2 separate regions of the Mus musculus genome follow, and region 2 is linked to region 1. Evidence: chromatin contacts called from public Hi-C data. All regions are on one chromosome and are shown on one strand. The core of a region is the stretch at or near the end of the contact, and the rest is flanking DNA. Distances in the headings are between cores, read along the strand shown. Region 1 overlaps Gm36254 (a long non-coding RNA gene). Region 2 has its middle 20 kb from the start of Pck1.

What was found. Hi-C and Micro-C count contacts between places; a contact is called where the count stands out from the background.
Region 2: a Hi-C map of nephron progenitors shows a contact between it and region 1, with 2.5 times the contacts expected there. The contact joins two enhancer-like sites. A contact is called at or near these places in 1 of 15 datasets of contacts at CTCF or cohesin (embryonic stem cells), 36 of 484 Hi-C or Micro-C datasets (B cells, the Ba/F3 cell line, CD4 T cells and 18 more), 2 of 115 datasets of contacts at active chromatin or transcription factors (acute myeloid leukemia and astrocytes) and 1 of 9 other capture datasets (embryonic stem cells).

What each region holds. Positions count from the first base shown.
Region 1 is chr2:172,844,575-172,852,133 of GRCm38.p6, reverse strand. It overlaps Gm36254 (a long non-coding RNA gene), which reads left to right. Exons shown (of 4, transcript XR_375354.4): 3 at 903-1,024; 4 at 2,766-3,509. Among named protein-coding and RNA genes, the nearest start is that of 1700055K11Rik, 12 kb to the left of the region's middle. Within about 2 kb of position 3,078, at least 6 of the 459 cell types and tissues checked have an H3K27ac peak or open chromatin away from gene starts, as enhancers often do. A contact at or near this core is called in nephron progenitors, where this site is marked.
Region 2 is chr2:173,169,345-173,176,903 of GRCm38.p6, reverse strand. No RefSeq gene overlaps it. Among named protein-coding and RNA genes, the nearest start is that of Pck1, 20 kb to the right of the region's middle. Within about 2 kb of position 2,978, at least 188 of the 459 cell types and tissues checked have an H3K27ac peak or open chromatin away from gene starts, as enhancers often do. A contact at or near this core is called in nephron progenitors, where this site is marked.

The sequences.
Region 1 (7,559 bases), core at 1,829-4,328:
CTGTGCCGCTCAGCTGCACACTGGGTGCAAGAGCTTGGGCTAGCCTTGTGACTGGCAACCCTCTGTCGCATCTGGGGAAGCAGCGCAGAGTCCTTGCTGTGTGAACTCCCCCACATCATGGTTTATGTGACACTCAGGGATGGAAAGGAAATGAAAGGCAGAGGAAGGGAGCGTAGTGAGGGAGCCCGACGCAAGGAGGTGGGAGGGGTGGGGTGGGGGTGGCAAGAGCAGGCGCGTTCTTCCTCTATGAACAGCGACTCAGGACGTATAAAAATGCAACATGAGCTTGCTTCCCCCTTTTAATAACAAAAGTCTTTTGAGTGAGTCCCAAGGAAAGTATATAATCTTCTAACATGGGCCGCACACTGCTCTCTGAACTCTGAACAGCAGCCCAGGCTTGTGAGCCAGAGGACCGGGGTCAAACCTAGTCTCTGGGGTAGAGGTTGTGCAGCCTCCGGGAGGTACGACCTATCTGGGCCTCAGTTTCCTCTTCTGCACCGAGCTGATTGGGCAGTGCTGAGAACATGTGCTAGAGTCCCCGGGATAGTAGCTGGCTAACCCAGGGCTCTATACATTTGTGTGTAGGGCAGTATCTGCTCTTGGTTCTCAGACACCTTCCCTCTTTCCTTTGAGGTGTTTATTACTGGTCTGGAACTAGCTGGGGATCCATCTGCCTCCACAAAACATTACATTTGACCGGACGTGACAACGCACACCCACAATCCCAAGAGTCTGGTGATAGAGGCAGAGATATGAATATCCAAGGGCATCCTCAGCTACTGAGCCACTGAGCCGCCTTCCTGGCCCTCAGTCTGAGAGTCATTTGAGGAGGAAGAGAGATGTATGGTGGTGGCCAAAGGCTGGGGCTTCCTAGATTGGGACCAATCTCTTCTTTGCTGCAGGGCCACACTGTGCATCGTGGGGACTCAGCAAGACCTCTGGCTTCCACCTAACACATGCCTTCTCCCAACCTGAGAGTCCTCTGCTGTGGAGGGGATTCGAGGACCAGCGGACATCGTAAAAGGTAAGGCTTTTCTCAGAAAAATCTTGAGAAAAGCAGAATCGGGCTGAGTCTGAGAAAACACCACAGCAGAGTAGCAGGTGAGGTCTCAGCTTGGCAGGAGTTGAGAAGATGTCAGAACCAAGAATTCATAATCCATGGCTGGCAAAACTGCTCAGCAGGTAAAGGTGCCCGCTGTGAAGCCCGAGGACCTGAGTTCAATTTTGGAGACCCTCATGGTGGAAGGAGATGACACCTCTCCAAAGCGGTCCTTTGATCTCCACATGCAGGCATGTGCATGCACGCTCCCACAATAAACAACTAAATGCAACTTAAATATGTACAATCCAGCATTTCTGCCCCCACTATGCCTCTGCCCGTGTGGGATTAAGCCAGACTTTGTCACCTCCTCTGGAGACAGGTCTAACACACATCCACTGGGTTCTCTCCCGCGCTTGTGACCATCCCTGGGGAGTGCCCCCGTCGCCAGTCACTTCATGATTTTCATCTCTGCCTATAAAATGATCACATCTTGTGTTTAGCATCTTCTTGAAATTAACACCACCACCTTCCCCTTCCTGTCATGTTCACCCTTGACTTCAGCCATTGCTTCTAAGCCACAAGCTTCTTGTGTGTCCCTAAAATGTTCAAACACAAATACATAAGGCAAAAACAAAACAAAACACAAAACAAAACAAGGTTGCTGGTGCCCTAGTGTGCATACAGCCATGTTTGTCCTGCTGAAAGGGAGGAAGGGTTTGCTTGGCCCACAGTTGGAGGGGTCCATCTTGGTCATCATGGCAGGGAAGGTGCAGCAGCAGGAGCGTAAGGTGGCTGGTCACACTGCGTCCACAGTCAGAAAGCAGAGAGATGAAGGCTGGTGGCTGTCTCAGTTTCTCCTTTTTATTCATTTTGGGACCCCAGCTTGTTCCCACCCCAGGAGAATTCCCCTCCTCAGTTAAGCCTCTCTGGAAATTGCCTCACAGACACACCTTTTGGTGACCCTAAGTCCAATTAAAATGACAACGAGGATGGGTCATTGCATCGACATTGGGAAGTGGCTTTGCTTTCCTAGTACGAGGTGCCTGGGGACCAGCGTGCACCCCATAGAGAGACCCTACATGGAAACACAGGCATGTAGGTCATGTGGTCCACACCTGCAATCCCAGCACTGGGGAGGCTGAGGCAGGGGAATTGAACTGTAAATTGAAGGCCGGTCTGGCATAGGGAGGGAGTTACAGGTCAGCCTGGGATTCACCTCCCAAATACTAGAGTCACGATCTGGGCCAGTGAACACCCTTCTAACAGAGGTATCATGCCCGGAGCAGCAGCCTTACATAGCATGGTCTCTGCCCTGTAACCAACCTCACACCCACTGTCCTCCCTCCTATGCCTCCCGTGAGTAGAATACTCCAAGCCTCTGACTGTCTCAGAGACTTTGCTGTTGCCTCTGCCTAGACCTTAGAGGTTTGCTTAGCTCACCCTGTTCTCAGTTTACTTGGGGATTCCGACCCTTGTCTTCCGAGAGGCCTTTCTCAGCCACTGATTTAAGATGACTCCCTTTCTAAGATGGTCCTTCTGGGTATATTCTGACTTTTCTGTCGTCTGCATACTGGTCATGCCTGTCTGGTATTTACAAGATATGCTGAGACCCGAACTCTGATCACCACACTTCTGCAACAAGTGTATTGAAGGGTGAGCCACTTCAACGAGCCACAGGTCATGACTTGGAGTTTTCTTACTTGTTATTCTGTGTCCCTGACAGGCGAAAGGTTTTGTCCAAAATGTAAAATCCTCATGTAAAGACATTGGTCCTTTGCTGTCTCCTCGGGAGCCCAGAGACCAGTCAGGCTCTGCGAGTATTTTGAGAAGAAATGAATGAATAAATGAAGCTCAATCTTCAGGCATAGACACTCCCATCTCTCCCCAAAGCATTCCACCTCCATCCTGGGACCCCCTTTGCAGCCAGTCCCTGGGCGTCTCCCCTCCCATATTTTCATCCCCCCACACCCTCTGTCTGGCTCAGATTACTGTTTGCTGCCAGCCAGCCACCCGCAGACAGCAAACGTGGACCAGCTGTGCCGCAGGAAGCCACCCGCACCTCAACAGGATGGCTCAGGATGTCTTCAGTTAGCCTAAATCGTCTCTGAAAGTTCGCGTTTTCCCTTTGTGTAAAATGCCTATCATTAATTCGGACTTGGAGATCAAAGAGTTAACAACGCGTTGATCCTCTCTTACTTCCAAGTGATATATAAGAATTCCAGAGACTCTCTGACAAATGCTCCTGGGTCAGTGAGCAGAGGCCCAGTGGGGACCTTGGAAGGAAGCCGACCTGCCCAAGGCTTCCGGTTGCCGGTTGCGGGTACCTCATTCCTATACTTCTCCCCGAACACTGCCTTTTTTCTCTTGCTTTCTCCTCTTTCAACCAAAGGAAACAAGCGTCTCTAATTCATCACTTTGTGCGGCATCAGAAGTAGGCTGGGAAATAAAAAGGCTTCATTGAGCAGCACTGGTTTGCCCATCCCTGCGTGGCTGTTTTGTGAATGGACTTTTCATCCTTTCAGGTCTTGCTGCCTTCCCGACAGCGTTCTGTGGCTTTTCAGCACTCTGTACCCAAAATGCAGGAGTTCTAAGACGACACCACATCCTCAGATGCTCCAGGTCCAAATGAAGATAAGTGAGGCAGGAGCCCAAGCCTAGTGCCAGAATCCGGGAGATGGTGGGGGACTGTGGAAATTGCAGAACCCCACCCAGCCAGCAGGGGGAGCCACTGTTCAAACTGTGGCCACACGGGATCACATGTGTATATCTAGTTGTTCTCAACTCTTGGATCCCAATTCTTTTGGAGTTCGACACTTTCAGAGGGGTCACCTAAGACCATTGGAAAACACAGATATTTACATCATGATTCAAAATTTACATTATGTAGCAAAATTACAGTTATGAAGTAGCAACAAAAATAATTTTACAGTTGGGGGTCACCACAACTTGAGGAACTGTATTACAGGGTGGCAGCATTAGGGTAGTTGAGAGCCACTAAGCTAGACAGAGAAAGCCTGGCTTCTCTGGCACATATTTAGCTTCTAGGACAAACCAATGGGTGACAGATCCAGAAATGTCCCAGAAGAACTAACTGCAGCCCAATCTCTGAAAAGGATATTATATTGACATTTGGGACTAGGTTGATAGTTAAAATATCATTGTAGTGTGAAAACCCACAGTGATGGTTAGCATTCATTTTCAATATGACAGATCATGGAAACACTCCAGAGACAGGCCCCTGGACATGCTTGTGGGTGGGTGATCTTGATTTGATCTTCCAACTTTTGAATTGAGGTAGGGAGAGTCGCCCACTGTGGGTGGCACCATTCCTTGGCTTGGATCCTGGACTGTCTGAGTGGAGAAGGGAGCTGGGCAACAGCCTGTGCCATCGATCGATCCATATTTCCTGATCAAGGATGCAAGCAAGAGACCAGCTGCTTCAGGCTGACTGCCCCCCACCCCCGCCCCTCACCACAACGAACTCAACTCTGACCTGTGAGCTAAAATAAACCCCCTTTTCCACCAGTTGCTTTTGTAGCACAGTGTTGGGAGAGTAACTAAGACACCTCCTCAATCCCACCAAGGAGGCAAGTCGAACATAAAGGGAAGCTGCTTCTACTGCAGGGGGATTCCGGGAACTCCGACGGCCCTGACAGAGGGGCTCCCATCCTTCTCAGGCTCATCTTCATGGGTGAGGTGAGAAACTGGGCTTGGCCTCCTCCTTCACACCAGGTAAGCCACCTGTCTTAGTTAGGGTGTTACTGCTGTGAGCAGACACCATGACCAAAGCAACTTTTATAAGGACAGCATTTAATTGGGGCTGGCTTACAGGTTCAGAGGTTACAGGTTCAAGTCCACTATCATCAAGGTGGGAGCGTGGCAAGCATCTAGACAGGTACAGTGCAGTCAGAGCTGAGAGTTCTACGTCTTTATCTGAAGGCTGCTAGTGGAACAGTGGCTTCCAGGCAGTTAGGGTGAGGGTCTTAAGCCCACACCCCACACAATGACACACATACTCTAACAAGGCCACACCTACTCCAACAAGGCCATACCTCCTATAGTGTGGCCACTCCCTGGACCAAGCATATATAAACCATCACACCACCCACCATGGAGCTACACTTCCAGTCCTCTTTCCTCTAAGTTGTCACGGAGACCTTGAACTTGTAATCCCCCGGCCTCAGCTTTCTGAGTGATGGGGATGGCTGAGCCACCATTTACAGCGGACGTGAATACAGCTTTTAGTATTGGTCTCCCTCTGCCCCTCCACAGCAAAGGCCTCTATCACCTTGAAGAGTCTCTCCTCACGGCTCTTCCTTCTTCTGAGGCGGAGGACGGAACTCCCCTTGACCCTGTCTGATGCTCACGAGGGAATGGTATCAAAATCAGCTGGGATGTCGGTGTGGGGATTGGCGTCCCCTTTAGGCATTGGCCTCAGGGGAATCCTGGCTGGCAGGATTAGGGGGCTGTCCCGTCTTGTGATTTATAGAACTGTTATCAATCGCAGACTGGGGAGAGGAGCAATGGACTTGAGGAGAAAGAACGGCTTGGAGAGACTCTGCAAGCCGGGGCCTGGTGTGGGACAGAAAACCAACCGGGCTGTAACAGGAACCCTCCTAGCCAATTGGAGTAGATAGTTTTAATGTTTCCCGAATCTTGCAAAATGTGTATCCAATTAGCCACTACTGAAGGGCCTTATTTATAAAATAATACTTCTGTGGTCAGGTTGCACTTTTCCATTTATTTCTGGTGCATGGGGCTCAAGTTGCAGATTGGGCCTGTGATTAATCGAGGCAAACACGGGGTTTCTGTTGGCATCCGCGCAGGGTGGAGTCGGGCCAGGGCTGGAATCCGGAGGCTCCTCTGTTCTTTGGGGGCCTCTCTGGAGGAACACAGGGCGAGAGAGGGTGGGGAGGGGGCAGCGGCTGGAAAAAAGATCACTGTCGGTGGACAGAGGGCACTGGCAGAAGTGCCACGTGACTCGGGCAGGCCCCACGCAGCAGCGGCTAACTGGAGGGCAAAGTCGGGAGAGCTGTACGCTGTGTGAGGAATCCGGCAGGCCCACTCGTGGGTCTGAGTTACCACCGGCTGCGTGGCTCCTTCCCAGGCCTGAGCAGAGTATGGCGGGATCTAGAGAGTGAAGGAAACCGGGAAGAAAGTCGAGGCAGCACGATGAAGGGGAGGAAGACTGGAGCCAGCCTGTTTTGTGTCCTACCTAGGAAACTGGACAAGACACAGGCGAAGGGGTGTGGTTGTCCCAGTAAAACTTTACTCACAGAGAGTCTCGGTGGCCAGATCTTGCCCCTTTATTTGCAGCTCTGCTTGTAGGGCAGCAGGAGACAGAGCTGAAGCAGGCCGCGTGGGGGTGGGGTGAAATGGTTTGCCTTCACAGTGGGCAGGGCTTTGATCGGCTGTACCAGGAGTGAAACTCTCACAGAAGTGAATGTTTAGTTAAAGCCCTATTACGGGGGTGGGCTGTCCCTTTCACCGAGTGTTCCTTCTCATCTGTGGGGTCCCACAGCGTCTCAGGCATGAGTGATATCTAGCCTGGGCTACCTACCCTGGCACTTAGGAGGTCACCCTTTACCCTACCCCCCACTCCCGTGGTTTGTGCCTCTTCCTTAGTTCACCCAGCCACAGCTGGCTGACAGTTCCAGGGCCCAGGGAAAGTTCTCGAGGTTCCATGGGGCTTTGAGTGGCCGCACCCCTGTGATCACCCTGCCCCTGTAAGCACCCCACTTCTGTGAGTACCCCACCTCTGTGAGCACAGCACTTCTGTGAGCACTCCACCTCCGGGAGCACCTCACCCCCGTGAGCACCTCAGACAGAGTTCTTTCTACACCTGCTCCTTTGTGTATCCACTGGAATGGGAGAATTCCCCTGGACTCTGTCACTGGTGGGTGTTGCTGGTGGTGAAGATCGGGAAGGCCTCAGAGTGGGAGGATGGAGACCTGTAGCCAGTGTTTCTTGGATCATGATCGTGTCCCAGACAGAGGCAGTCAACGTAAGGGACTGGGAGGAAATGGCACAGGAAGGAGACGTGCATAGTGGCTTCTTAGAGAGTCACCCTGCCCAGGATCTTGGATAGTGTCTGATGGACACTAATGGAGGGGAGGTGTGTGTGTGTGTGTTTATCTGTTTATGTCTGTGTGTGTGAGGAGTGTGAGTATGTGAATGTGTGTGCCTGAGTGTGTGTGTTATCTCTGTGTGTGCCTACCTGTGTGTGTGTATAAATGTGTGTATGAGTGTATATGAGGAGTGTGTGTGTACCTGTGTGTGTGTATGTGAATGTGCTATGTATGTGAGTGTGTGTGTGTGTGTGTGTGTGTGTGTGTGTGTGTGTGTGTGCACAATTCCAGGAATGGATTGAGATTTTCCCAGGATAGGACTTACTCTGCACTACAGACCCCCTTTTGTCTTTGCATTTGCTTTCATATGCGCCGTGGTATGGGATGTTTGGTGGGAGCTGTCAACTTGAGAGACTAACAATATGCAGATGTAATTGCAAGCACAGGAC
Region 2 (7,559 bases), core at 1,729-4,228, 320 kb before region 1:
GGACTAGGTGGCTTGTGCATCAGAGCCAGGGGCAGGTGCATAGAGAGCCAGCATGAGCTACTGAGTGAGACCCTGACTCTAAAAACAAAAAGAAAGACCTTCCTGAGCCTAAAGTGAGGTCATTTTTCCAACCCCACCCCCCACTCCCATCACACACACTTGTGCCCTGGCACTCACCCCTCCTTTCATCCCTCCCTTTCAGAACCTCCAGGTGTGATCCCCTGTTTTAACCCAGCTACAAATGTGCCTGGGCGACCACCCATCTCCAGCCGCCAAGAGCACTCACCTCTTGTAGGGTGGAGGCAATATGGACACTGAAATAGGGATGGATGGATAGATAAGTGGATGGGTGGGTGGGTGGATGCATGGATGGATGGATGGATGGATGGATGGATGGATGGATGGATGGATGAGTGAGTGAATAGATGGGCAGGTAGATGAATGTATGGGTGGGTGGATGGATGGATGGATGAATTAGTGGATGAATAGATTATTAATGGATGGGTAGACGATGGATGGATGATGGGTAGGTGGGTGGGTGGGTGGATGCATGGATACATAGAGACTGGTTGGATCCTATTATCCAGACAAAACACCCAAAGTTTCACCTCACTGGTTCTAATCTCCTTGATGATATGATCACAGCTACCTTTTCAGCCCCAGATGATTGGCACACACAGATCTTAGCTAAAACATCACACAAATGGCCTCCAGCTTCATTCCTCTCTGAAACCTTGTAAGCTGGGCTTCCCCTGTGTACAACACAGTCAGTACTCCTGTCTGCCGTGGCTCCACAGAAAGGGCCATTAAACTTCCTGCCCACAGAATCCCGTGGCTTTTCCACCCCTAAGTCTTCCATGTTCCTCCCCTCAAAAAATATATGTGGGGCTGGAGAGATGGTTAAGAGAGCTTGCCGCTCTTGCAGAAGAACTGGGTTCAGTTCTCAGCACCTCTGTGAAAGTTAACAGACATCTTTAACTCCAGTTCTAGAGGATATGGCGCCCTCTTCTGGCTGCCCCATGTACTGCACACACATGGTGCATAAACATACATGTAGGTAATGTGCCCCATGCACATACAAATAAACAAAGCTTCTTTAAAAATTCAGACTAATTACAGCAGTAGCCCCACTTCCTCAGTACCAACTTCTGTCCTGTCCCATTTCCGTTGGTGTGATAAAACGCTCTGACAAAAACCAACTTAGAGGGTAAAGAGCTTTACTTCAGTTTACAAATTCAGTTTGCAGTTCATCACTGTGGGGAAGTCAAGGCAGGAACTTAGAGCAGCTCAGCACACCACACCCATCATTAGGAGCAGGAGAAATGACTTTATGCTTCCTCTCTTGCTTGTTCTCTGCTAGATTTCTCCATTGTCACAAAGCTCAGGACACCAGCCTAGGGGATGGTGCCACCCACAGTGGGATGTGTTTTCCTGCATCAGTTAGCAATCAAGGCAATTCCCCTACATACATTCTCAACCTTATCTAGATAATCTTTTATGAAGACTTCCCAGGTTGTGCCAAGTTGATGGCTAAAACTAACCATCCTAAGTAGCTTAAACCAAATAATCTATTTCACCTCTGAATAATAAAATCCCAGAGGAAGGAAGCTCAGACTCTGCAAGACACCTAAAAATCACTAAAGACCAGATCCCCTCTCCCTTAAGCTCCTCTATACTTAATACAATATTTCTACTTCATAATCCAATGTTGCTGCTGGTGCTCCAGCCATCAAGTCCCCTTCCCAGGTGCCAGGAAAGAGAAGTAGATGTGGAAGAAATTTTTCTGGAAAATAACACACATGACTCCTCCACTTTTGCCTTGCTGGTCACCACTTGGGCACAAGTTCATGTGCTTAGAAGTTAAAGAGTAAGGATTCTACCCCCCCCCCCAAAAGATATGGGCCTGATACATAGTGTGGGCAGCTGGCATCTCTGCCTGCTGCTTGCTGACTGACCAGGACCAGTTTGGAAGTCTTTGGTTCATCAGTGCAGAGGCAGGGGCTGGGTAGGTTCTTCTTCAATAGACAAGAATGCAGTCTGGGTCAGGCCAAGCAAGGCCTGTGGAGAACTCAGAAGGGATGAAGGAACATGGATCATGAAGGTGACCAGCCCAGGCCAGGGGAAGGGGGCTCAGAGGAAGGGACACTTGAGAGGACAGGAGGAGAAGATCCTCCCAGGGACCAGGGAGGGGGAAGCTCACAGTCCCTAGCTCAGTAGGGTGCTCTGAGCCTCCAGGTTCCCACCTATGACCAAGGAGCATTGACTGCACTGTAAGATGTTCTGCAGGTTGCAGATCTAGCTCGCAGGTGGGGCCTCCATAAACAAAACATACAGCCCGGAGACTCTCCCCTCCTTCATACACCCCAACTGAGAGAGACTCCAACGGAGCCTAGGTCTGGGGGCATTTTGGGATTGTCACAGCTGCGGGGGGGAGGGGGAGGCGGCTGTGAATGCCTTATCTTAGAGAACAAACCACCACATCTAACAGAGCCAGAATCTCCAAAGCCTGCCCACACAGCTATGGGGGCGGCGTAGACTCTCCTCGCTCCTCCCACTGGGTCTCAGAACCATCTTTGTCTCCTCCCACTGTATCCTAGGACCCTTCCCTACCCTCCCACTGTATCTCAGGACCCTCCTGTCCCCTCCCAGGAACCTCCTCTCTCCTCCCACTGTATCTCAGGACCCTCCTGTCCCCTCCCAGGAACCTCCTCTCCCCTCCCACTATGCCCCAGGACCCTCCTTGCTCCCTCCCATTCTTTCTAAGAACCCTCCTCTTCCCTCCTACTGTGGCTCAGGAGCCTCCTTGTCCCCTCCTATGGTATCTTAAGACCCTCTTTGTCCCCTCCCACTGGGTGTCAGGACCCTGCTGGTCTCCTCAGAGACCCTGAGCCCATTCCTTGGCTTTGTCTCCGGAATCTAGCTATCTTCTCCTTCACAAACACCCACAGTGACTCAGGCTTTTTGTGAAGTTCGACAAACTAAACTTCTGTGTCCTTATTCAGTGCCAAGCACGTAGCGGCCATCCTCCCCCGAATCCATTACCAGTTAAAGCACAGCTATTATTTTTACAGCCGTGCTCAGAAATGGCTTGCAATCTCTAATTTGCTAAATTGATGTGTATATTGACTAAATAAATATTCGGCACGAAGCCCGCGTCCCCTCCACACTTATTAATCCTCGGGAAATGGAAACACAAGACACGAAATGAGCTTCTGCTCGGAGCTGCAGACAGGAATACATTATGTTGTTTTCCTGAGTGTTCAGGGACTCGCATCGCTGCAGCAGAGACCAGCCAATCAGCAAGCTCCAAGTTTTCCATGACGCACTTGTCTGCCCAGGACGTGCCCAGGTTGCTAAGGCTCTTCTGAAGTTTAGAACAAGAAACTTTTACCTCTTGAGGGGGGGGGGGTGAGGGGGAAACAGCTTTAGAGGGGGTGTTTAGGGGGTTTATGCCTTCAGTGTTTGCAAGAGAAATCAGAACGACTGTCAGGGCCCACAAGAGTCTCTGGCAACAGCCTCTACCCTTCCATGGAGATATTAGCTTCCTTGGCTTGGGGGAGAGAAGGCAGCCCCGTGGGGAAGGGGCCCTGACCTTGGTTGCTAAGCCCCTAGGTTGACAGCTGGTTGCCATGGTGATGCTCATTTGATTCTTTCCTCACTGGGGCAAGGCCCACTGTGAGCTACCACTCTAAGCTGGCTTGTGCCATGGTTTGCAAGGAGCCCAGCGTTGGGAAAGAAGCACTACAAACAGGGAAGTGAGTGGGCCCAGCACTTCCCTTTTGCTCAGCTGGAAGAATGCAGTTCCTCAGGTGTGAACATTGCATCTCACATCCCCTTGACCCAGAGCAGAAGCTTCCTCCCTGGGCAGACTCTGGGCCACTCCAAAGGGGGCATAGGTCCACAGTCTTCCTCTGAGACAGGCCTCTTCCCTGTCCCCAGCTGTGCCCTGGAGCAAGTGCCATACTTTGTTGAGTCTGTTTCTTGATGGCCATGCTTGAGAGTCATGAAGGGATTGCCATGGCAATGCTCCCAGCACCTGACCCATGTAGGTTGGCTGCCACCAAAGTCAAGGGGCAGACATCTGCATTCAGATGAAGTCCAGGCAATAGGAATAGCCAGTGCAAAGGCCCTGAGGACAGCAGCCTAAGATGACAACAGAGAGGCAGACAGTGCTGGTCACACAGTCCTTTGGCTGGTGGGAAGAGGGATTGCACCCCAATGTAGTGACAGGCACAGGAAGCTTGGAGAGGGTCTGTCTGAGTCTCAGCCTTCATAGTCTCAGGCCCCACTGCAGCCCTGTGGAGCTCATTCTGATCAGCTTGGGGGCTCAGGAGGCTGTATGAGTTCTGCAGAGTACGCAATTCTCCCTCAAGATACCATCTGACCACAAGCCATTAAAACAGCCAGCACCTGCAATTGGTGAAGACATGAACAGAGGCCCCTTGGCTCATAGAGATTTGGGTAGGAGCTAGGAGGGGCTTGGACTCTAGGCTGTACCCAGAAGTTCCTCATAACCCACCTCCCAGCATCTCATTTAGATTTATTGGCTCAAGAGAACATTCTAGAAAGACTAGCTCAGACTCCCATTAGCCTTTCCCTAAACAAGTCCAAAGAGACAGAGCCATGAGAAGGAGAAGTCAGTGTGGTCACATGGAGGGAGCTTGGCGGTTGCAGGGGTGGAGTGGCGGTTGGGGTGGAGGTGGAATTGAGTTTGCTCTGAGGTCCCAGCCCCACGTGCATCCACTGTCCAGAACATGAAAGCCCAACACTGCTTGGCTCGGAGATGTCGGTCACTCTCAGGGCATGGAATGTTCTAGGCCTGGATCTGAGAGGGGGCTGTTTTCTGTTGCCTACCCTCATCCCTCACCCTACAGAGTCCTTTGCAGTTGATATTTGTGTCTTACAGAGATGGATTGTACTGTCACAAGTGTGTGCCCAGGGGGATCTGCCTTGGTCTGGGGTCTGCAATTGGCTCTTCCTCTCTGCGGATTCCTGAGTTTCTAGGCAGAAACAGAAGTTCTGGGTGTCCAGAGTACCTCACTCTGGGGAGGGAGGGAGCCAAGGGCTTCTGAGGCCACCGCGCACCTTCCTGCAGTGATCCATCTTGCTTCGGCAGGGCTGGGGAATTGCTTGGAGGCGAAGCCGCATCTTGAATATTCATCTGATTTATGGTCGCTGCCGACAGTTTTATGAGTCCACCCACCGCTCCCTCCAGCCGGCCATCAATCTTCCCCTAGACGGGGCCTCTGCCAGCAGCTCATGAATTAAAGAGGCCCCTCCGGCCCTCAGCCCGCCGCCCTCCCCGCGGCGCGTCGTGCCGCCCTCCCGCCGCAGCCCTCAGCCCTCCGCCCTCCCCGCGGCGCGTCGTGTCGGGACCTGACCAGAAGTCACAACACTGTGGTGTCTTGCTGCAGTGGCGGCTCTGGCGACCTTGGATGACTCTCCCTGGTTGTTTGTTTCAAGTGAGAGCAAGTCACATGAGCCCTGAGGCCACCTTGCTCAAACTCTGAGACTCAGTTTCCCTATCTGACAAGGAGAGGGCATGCATAACCCAGTTCCCTCTGTTTATCTAGGTAGGGTCTAAGGCAGGGAGTGGGGCTGTGTGCCAGAATACAGGTTAGTGCAGTTAGCATTGCTGCCAACATGAGTGGAGGGGCATGGAGGGATGGATATAATGTAGAAGCAAATGTACCCTGGATCTGTGGGAAGGGGCTCTTTGAAAGCCTGGCTCTGGGGTGCCCTCAATGGGTTGGGGGTTTGTGGGGATTTGCCAGGACATAAATGTAAACTCCGTTTTCATTCTAGACTTGAGAACCCACTCTAGTTCATCCCTTGGACAGGGACCCCAAAAGAAATCCTGGGCCACTTGGTCCCAGAGCCCCTCACCTACCATTCAGCTAAAATAGGATGGGCTAGCCTGTGCCTAGTCACCAACACTGGTCAAGCCTGAAAGAGAAGGGACTGTGACTGGGTGGAGGTGAGAGGTCCCCCTAGTGGTCAGCAGGACACTGGGTTTCTGTGGCCTTCTAGGGAGCAGCCTGTCTTAAGTGTCCTCAGTACTGGGCTCCCACACGTCTCAGGGCCCTGGACCATGAGCTGGGGATCAGAGAGAGGAATAGGGAGACAATCCCTGGAGTCACTCAACATGGCCCACTTCTCCATTTGGCCCTCAAAAGACCCTGAGCATTGGTCCCCACGTTTGCCTGTGAGGAGGGTTCAGAAGACAAGCTTAGAAGAGCCTCCAAACCCTGGATGTCACCAGCCCTTCCACAAGGCCCAACCTCACCACTGTGGGCCTCAGTTTCCTCCAGTACAAAATAAGGTCCACAAGCCCTGTTCCAGCCAGAACACTGATTTGGGCTGCCTCTGAAGAAGCTGTCCCTGAGTTGGCTGAGCATACAGACCCTATCTCCAACCACAGATTTGGTTATGAGAGCAGGGGGTGGGGGTGGGGGGGGCTTGGATAGAGGTGAAAGATGGTGAATTCCAGTGAACAATTCCTGAAAAGGGATAGAAGAAGTAGGCCAGATGTCACAAGGGATAAAGTCTCACCATCCGGAATCAGCAGGAGGTTCCTGACCTGGACTTTCACCCCTGCTGACCACGCTGGCACCAGCTGTGTTTATTCCATGGAACAGTGCTGGGGGCTGGGCACAGGGCAGCCTGGGATGGTGGCTTTCTATATCACCTATGAGTCCCTCTTAGGAGCAGAAGTACAGACAGGTAGAGAGGGCCATGAAGCCCAGCTCCCCTCCCTTCTGCACTGCAGATGAGGGTGACAGTCCAACCTTTCCTCCCAGATGGCTCTAAGAGCTCCTTTGCAGCCTCATTGAAAGAGGATAGAAAGAACACCCAAGTAACTGTGATGAAAGGAGAAAGTGGTTGGGAAATCTACAGGCAACAGAGACCCCTAAGAAACCAAAGCAAGTCATTGGCTTTAGAATACCACTAGATAGTTAAATGGAGGTATCCATGGACACTCAGCCCATACCCATCCCTCTAGCCATCCAGCCATCCCACCAGGCAGCCAAATATCTACCCACCTGTCCACCTACTCACCCATCCATTCATCCATCCATCTGTCCACCTGTCCATCCACCCTTGCACCCATCTATTTGTCCATCTAGGCATCCATTCACCAGTCTATCTACCCAATAGTCACTCCATCCATCCATCCACTCTTGCACCTGTCCATCTGTCCATCCATGCATCCATTCACCAGTCTACCCACCCATTAGTCATTCTATCCATTCGTCCATTCGTCCATCCATCCATCCATCCATCCATCCATCCATCCATCCACTCTTGCACCTGTCCATCTGTCTATCCATGCATCTATCCACCAGTCTATCCACCCATTAGTCTCACTATCTATCCATCCATCCATCCATCCATCCATCCATCCATCCATCCATCCATCTATCTGCCCATTCATCTGTCTCTCCACCTGGCTGCCCATTCATTTATTGCCCAGTCATCCATCCTCCCATCCGTTCATCCATTCTCCTATGAATCCCAATTGCACATGTGTGCGTAGGGTAGTGGCAGGTGCTTGGCCA